2 separate regions of the Rattus norvegicus genome follow, and region 2 is linked to region 1. A link is a contact called in public Hi-C data. All regions are on one chromosome and are shown on one strand. The core of a region is the stretch at or near the end of the contact, and the rest is flanking DNA. Distances in the headings are between cores, read along the strand shown. Region 1 holds the start of Sp4 (Sp4 transcription factor). Region 2 holds the start of Sp8 (Sp8 transcription factor).

Evidence for each region. Hi-C and Micro-C count contacts between places; a contact is called where the count stands out from the background.
Region 2: a Hi-C map of frontal cortex shows a contact between it and region 1, with 2.1 times the contacts expected there. The contact joins the promoter of Sp8 here to the promoter of Sp4 in region 1. A contact is called at or near these places in 4 of 12 Hi-C or Micro-C datasets (Schwann cells, frontal cortex, kidney and 1 more) and 1 of 1 datasets of contacts at active chromatin or transcription factors (oligodendrocytes).

Annotation. Positions count from the first base shown.
Region 1 is chr6:145,393,655-145,396,967 of GRCr8, reverse strand. It overlaps Sp4 (Sp4 transcription factor), which reads left to right and starts at 1,854. Exons shown (of 6, transcript NM_012761.2): 1 at 1,854-2,027; 2 at 2,443-2,552; 3 at 3,063-3,313. The coding sequence starts at 2,021.
Region 2 is chr6:145,957,356-145,960,571 of GRCr8, reverse strand. Sp8 (Sp8 transcription factor) reads right to left here and starts at 1,353. Exons shown (of 2, transcript NM_001191774.1): 1 at 1,333-1,353; 2 at 1-291. The coding sequence starts at 1,353.

The DNA of each region.
Region 1 (3,313 bases), core at 605-3,104:
AATTCACGCCTGGTCTGCATTCACTATGGCGAAACTGGATGGGGGCGGAGCTTGAGGAGAGACATGTATCTATAAATGTAACAAGCGCTTCTGAGCTTTCTAAGATCTAGTGAATTGAGATGTGTATGGAAGATTACTATAGCATCTTCAATTCATAAAATGGAGTAGGCAACATTTTAATCCTTTACTCCACTTGCTTTGTTTTACTGCTACTGCTTTGTCATCCCCCCAAATACTTGAGCAAGGCAGCACTAGAAAAGGACAGCACCAGACTCTTCACTCACCCTTACAACATGTCAGACCTCAGGCACCAGACGAAAATACCCAAAGCTGAATGTGGGCCCATGTCAATAAATGTGGAGCGCTTTAAGCCTAGTGTGTAATCCCATCCCAAGGTTCATATTTGGGACTCATTTCCAGTTTTGGTACACTTCCGTCAGTCGCTGGTATGGTCCCTGGTATCTTGGCTTCATGTCTTTGGAGAGAAACTAGGAGTCGGTTCAGGAGGATTTGACAAAGTGCTTTGCGCAGCTAGCTGTGAATTCCACTTGCCTAGAAGCTTACGCTAAACCATGACCAGAGCTGACCCACATGCAGCCGGGCTTTCCTTTGCCCGGACAACCTTGTGAGACCTCTAGGAGCGAGAAGCGCGCCAAGAACGCAGACTCTAAGGCGCACTCCTGGCTACCCTAGAAGACGGTAATGGCTCTGCACCAGCAGCCAGAGATACAACAAATAAAATGGAAGCTCCTGCTCTGTGGGAACACAGGCCTCGAGCTCGGACCAGAGGCCCGGGCGAGCTAAGAGAGTAAAGAAAGCCGGGCGAAGAGGGTGTACCCCATGTCAGCTTCATTCAAACCCCGAGGACAGCAGACCCCGCCTCCCAACACCTCCGCCCGCTCAATCGCCGCGCGCTCCGGGTGTGAACTCGCCCCGCGGGGAGCGGCTTTCAGCTGAGGGGGCGGTGGCAGAGGCGGTTCGCGCAGCCCCGCTCGGCCGATAGGCCCAGGCAAACAACACCCATTTCTCCCTCCCCTGCGCTGGGTTCAACTCCCACTCGGCCCCGGCCACGCCCTGCTGCCACCGCCCCCTCGGGCAGCTCTAGGCTCCGCAGCCAGGCCGCGCTCGGGGGCGGGAGGAAGGCGGTGCCTCAATCCGATAGCTGACAGAAACTACAAGACCCGAAAGGCTTTGCGGGAGAGGCCCGCCCGCCTCCTCCCACGACTCACGCACGTCAACAGCCTCACCCAATGAGAGCCGAGCCAGGGAAAAAGGGCGCCCGGGTCCGGATGCGCCTTAGGAAAGCCATGCTCACGCCGAGTGGGCAGCCGGCAGTCCACTCAGACCTCGGGACCTCACGCTTCCCCGCGCTCGCCTCGCTCCTCTCCCTTAAGCCTAGTTCCATGTCTTTCTTCCGCGGCCCCTCGCAAGATGCTGCGACGCGTTTTTGAGTGGAGGGCGCCGGGAACTGAGTAGGGGGCGGGATATCCTGAGACAACAAGTTTGGCTGTATGAAGGGCCTGCCGGCAGCAAACCGCAGCTAGCTCACCGAGAGGGCACGCGCCGCGGGCCGAGAAGGCAGAAGCCGAACAGCAGCGAGCACCAGCCGAGCAAAGGGGAGGAGAAAGGGCGGCCCCAGCGCCCCGGCCCCGGCAGGTCGGCGGCCAATCCGCTGGGGGAAGGGGTGGAGAGTCGGCGGCGCCGGCGGAGGCAGGCCGAGGGGTGTGGGGAGTCGCCGCGCTCGCGCCGCCCTGGCTCCGCCCCCGGCCCGCGCCGCCGCCCTCGCCGCGCGCCGCCGCTGTCAATCAAGGGCGAGTCAGCCGGGCTCGGGCGGAGAGAGGAGCTGCTACGCCACAGCCCAGCGGCGGCCATTCGCGGAAAAAGAGGCAGAGCCTGTGCCAGCTACAGCCTCCTCCGAGCCACCGCGGGCGGGCGGGACCGGCCTCTCCTCCCGCCTCGCCCCCACCCCCACCCACCTCTATCCCAGTGTCTCTGAGAGGGTTTGTCCTGTTAATGCGGGATGAGCGGTACGTATTCTCCACCCCCCTCGGTCTCCTTCACCGCCTCCCTTCGTCCCTCCCTCCCCAGACCCTGCTCGCTTCCCCCTCCCCCGGGGCCGCGGAGATGCTGGAAGGGGAGGAGGAGAGGGCGGGAGGGAACCAGGGGGAGGGAAGGAGGGCTGTGTTTTGTCTTAATGTCTGAGCTAGAACAACCTCCTTCTGGGTGTTGCTCTGGAGCCTATGGGTCGGGTTTCAAACCACGTTTCGTGAGAGCCCCCTCCTCCCTTCCCTCCTTCTCCCCCACCCCCTGCCGGTGTGCACGGATCGAGGGTTTACGGAGATTAATGTTCAGGAGGAGGGGGGGGGAGAAGGGAGGAGAACGAATAATAATAATCCTAATAACCTGTTGTCGTGTGTGTTGGTGGTGGTGGGGTTGTTGCAGATCAGAAGAAGGAGGAGGAGGAGGAGGCGGCAGCGGCAATGGCTACAGAAGGAGGGAAAACCTCTGAGCCAGAGAATAACAATAAAAAACCCAAAACCTCAGGCTCCCAGGTAAAAGCAAACGTTAAAAGAAAATTCAACACAAAGCTTTAGGGAAGAGAGGGAGTTATGCCCTTTAAATACCCAGAAGTAAAGAACAGAATGAAAATGTTTATTCATTCAAAGCATCTTTCTGAGTGAGGAACTTAAATCGTAAATTCATGAAGATTTCGCATAGTTGAGGCTATAACGAACGGTGTTTATATTACATCAGGAATTCAGACTGTTAGAAAACGGTGTCTATTTTCCCAAGGGCATTTGGAGTTTAGAAGAATAACACTTTAAGAAAGTTTACCAGAAAATTCCTTTTTATTTAAACTTTATGTAACAGAACTTGCCTCTTTATTCGTATAGCTTCTACCACCTGCTTTTGTTCATATTTCCTTTTTAATTCTGCTGCCTATTAAGTGTGTTCTGATACTTAGAGCTCTCAAAATAAATAACCCCCTCCCGACTGCTGTCTTCCACTAAATCCGCCCACTTTTTTCCCCTCCCTCTCCTTTCCCCTCCCATTTTGGGTAGGACTCTCAGCCCTCTCCTCTGGCTTTACTGGCAGCTACTTGCAGCAAAATAGGGACTCCTGGTGAAAATCAAGCAACTGGACAACAGCAGATTATTATAGATCCAAGCCAAGGATTGGTGCAACTTCAGAATCAACCACAGCAGCTAGAACTGGTGACAACGCAGCTTGCTGGAAACGCTTGGCAACTTGTTGCCTCCACTCCTCCTGCTTCAAAAGAAAATAACGTTTCTCAGCCAGCTTCTAGTTCATC
Region 2 (3,216 bases), core at 104-2,603, 560 kb before region 1:
CGAGTCGGACACCAGGGCCGCCGCCGCCGCCGCGGCCGCCGCCGCCGCCGCTGCGGCGGAGGACGAACCGCCGTTCCGAGAGGCCCCCGACACGCCGAAGCTAGAGAGACTGGAACCCACTACGTTGCAGCTGCCGGAGGAGGAAGATGAGGAGCGTTTCCAAGGGTGGAAGCCTTTACTGAAAGAAGAAGAGCTGTCCGACAGGGAGGAGGGAGACGGGCTGGGGCTGCCGATCTTATTACAGGTAGCAGCAAGCATGGCCAGAGGAGTGGATCCCAACCTCGGTTCTTCCTGAGACCGGAGCGGAGGAGAAGGGTGGGGGAGGGGTGGTGGGCAAAGGGCCGGTGGGGGAGGGAGGAAAGAAATGTGCATTAGTCTCCTGGTAGCCTTCAGACGCCCCACTGCTGCCCATCTCTCACTGCGGCACTCTGCCACCAACTTACCCTGCACCCCCAGCTGCCCCGGAGCCCGTCAGCCTCCTACTCTACAGGAGGGGACAAGTTTGGCTGCGGGCGTCTGATTCCGGTGCAAAACGCCAAGCTAAAGAAGAGTTTAACAAGAATTCTCACTTAAGACGGCACTCTTGTGTTCACAAAGCCCTAGAAGCTTTCGACCAAACGAACAGAAAGTCCAGATCCAGACTAGGGAGGGAGAAGTTTCCTTTTACCTTACAACCTGGAGAAATCTCTGGATTACATTTAAGATTGCTACCCTGCAATCCCGAGAGAGCTTTGAAAATTCTGTTCCGATGCCCCTCAACCCATCCTTAGTTTCTTCTCCCTGGCCTAAGGCTTACTCGCTCTTCCATTTTTTTCTTTTAGTTCTCTCTCTCTCTCTCTCTCTCTCTCTCTCTCTCTCTCTCTCTCTCTCTCTCTCTCTCTCTCATTATATCTATCTATAATGGTAGAAATAAAACGAGCTCAACGTACCTGCAATACAAAGCGGGCTGAGGAAAAATATTAAGGGGAAGGAAAGGGGGAGAATCTGCAGTATGCCCAGGAGGGAAAAACTTACTCGCGGTCCCCTTCGAAATCGTCGCGTATATTAGGGGCTACGCTCAGTTCTCCCGAGCAGGGAGCGGCCGGGCTCTGCGAGGTGGCGGGTCTCAATGCCCTACGAACCTTTCCAGTGCTGAAAAAAAAGTGGCTCTGCCTCCTCTCCCCACCCCCCCAACTCTTTCTTTTTTCTAAACTCACTTGTATTTAAGGGAGGGGGGGGTGGCTCTCAATAGAGAGACTGATAGCCCGTGGCCTGGCCGGGCGACTTTAACCCCCTCCGATAGGCAATAAAAGGAAACTAATTAAACCAGCAAGAGAAGATCCTGAGACTCACCCCTAGAAGTGAAGTTGCCATCACACAGAAGCGCCCTCCTCCTCTCAGAGGATCTTTTTTATATTGATAAATCAGAGGCAGTGTTTTTTTTTTAGAGGTGTGCAATACAATGATCAGTTCCGCCCATTCCGCCACAATTGTAGCTCCCTCTCCGGCTTTGAAGTGCCGCGGAGGCGCGGCCAGCCAATCTGCGGCCTCGCCGGGCCGCGCGGCGCGCGCGCTGTGAGGTCATCGGCGCCGGCGGGAGTGTGGGGGGTGCGAGTGTCGCAGAGTGTGCGAGTGCGCGCGTGTAAAGTGATCGCGAGTGTGACCCACGTCGAAGTGAACCATGTAGAGAGCGTAGGGTGGCTGGGCAGGGTCACAAAAACGTGGCCTAGTAAGGGCAGGCAATGGTGGTGCAAGCACCGAGAGGATGTGTGACAAAGGGGGTCAGGGACAGAACTGGAAAGTGGGTAAGGTAGCTGAGTCCCTCTTTCTTAGGGAGTCAGGAGCGACAGTATGTTCAATCCCGGGTGCGGAGAGGCGCGTGCGCGTTTGATGAAGGTGGAGAGTGGGTGCGCGCGATCGAGAGGGAAGATGGATGTGTGCGTGCGCGCGAGCACCAAAGCTGGGGGTAGGGAATCGAAACAATACAATAAAGTGTACGTGCGTAAGAGATTTGGCGATCTGGATAGAGAAACTGCGAAGTTGAGTGAGGCCCATAAATAAATACTCCAAGCCCTATCTTCAAATCACTAACTTCCTCTGTCCCTTGAACATAAAAAGCGGAGTGATTTTCCCCCTTAGCTTCCCGGACTCTTTCAGTATAGTTCTGAAGAAAATTTTGATACTTACCTTCCGTTTCCTGATGTTTCGGTCAAATAGAAAGATTGGAAGGGGGTAGCGATATGGGGCAAGTGTGCGCCTGCGCCTTTGAGTCGTTACTTTGATCTGGTCGCCTTTACCCTCTTTGAGAGGTGGGATTCAGCTTTGGAAGTGCATATCCTAGAGGAGGTGTGTTTGCCCCGTGGCACGCAGTAAAATTACAAAAGGATTAGATGCAAAGAGGAGTAAGGGGTGTGTTTTTCTCCCATTGGATGAGAAATTGAGGAGCCTTTTACCCAGTGTAGAAGTTTTCTCAGGTAACCCTACTGTGCCTTTCTGACAGAAAAATTAGAATGACCGAAATATGTTGGTACCATTTATGTAAGAATGGAGGTGAGCTTTTCGGGTTACATTTACAGGAGCGTCTGTGGTTTGAGCAGGCCATCTATGAGTGTGTTCGAGTCATCGTGCGCATTTACTTCAAATTCACTGCATTTTAGTCACTTGCTTGCTATTTTTATTATTAGCTGCCTTCAGAAATGTCATTACAATTCTGTGGTCACCACAACAGAACTTCTTAAGCCCCAAAAAGGCCAGTACCAGTATAAAGAGTGAAAATCCAGTCCTTGTTGAATATTCATGCATTTAAAAACCACAGTAATTCCTATTTTACCCTGTTAGAAAGGCTCTCAGAAGTCTAATCCTAAAGGGGGAATTGATTAAAATGTGAGTAGATGAGAGAACTGCTGTGTTTTGACTTGGGAGACATTTTTTTTTAATTGTTGTTCTCAAGTGTATTGTAGGTTCTGAAGATGTCAAAAAAAAATTCTCCTGGGGTATGCAGAAGTCCAAAGTAGGGCTTCATCCCTTGCATAAATTTCATCTGCAGTTAGACCTGATGTTTGTAGTGCAGGGGTTTGTATTCTGAGCCTTTTTTTTTCCATGTGTAGGGGTATTGACTGTACATCATATCTATTGATTAAGGGAGTAAGGGACATCCACATACTTAGAAGGAAGTCTGAAGTAAATTAATGAACTGCTTTCTTTCTCTGAAGGCTAACGCTTACCATAAATGTCGTG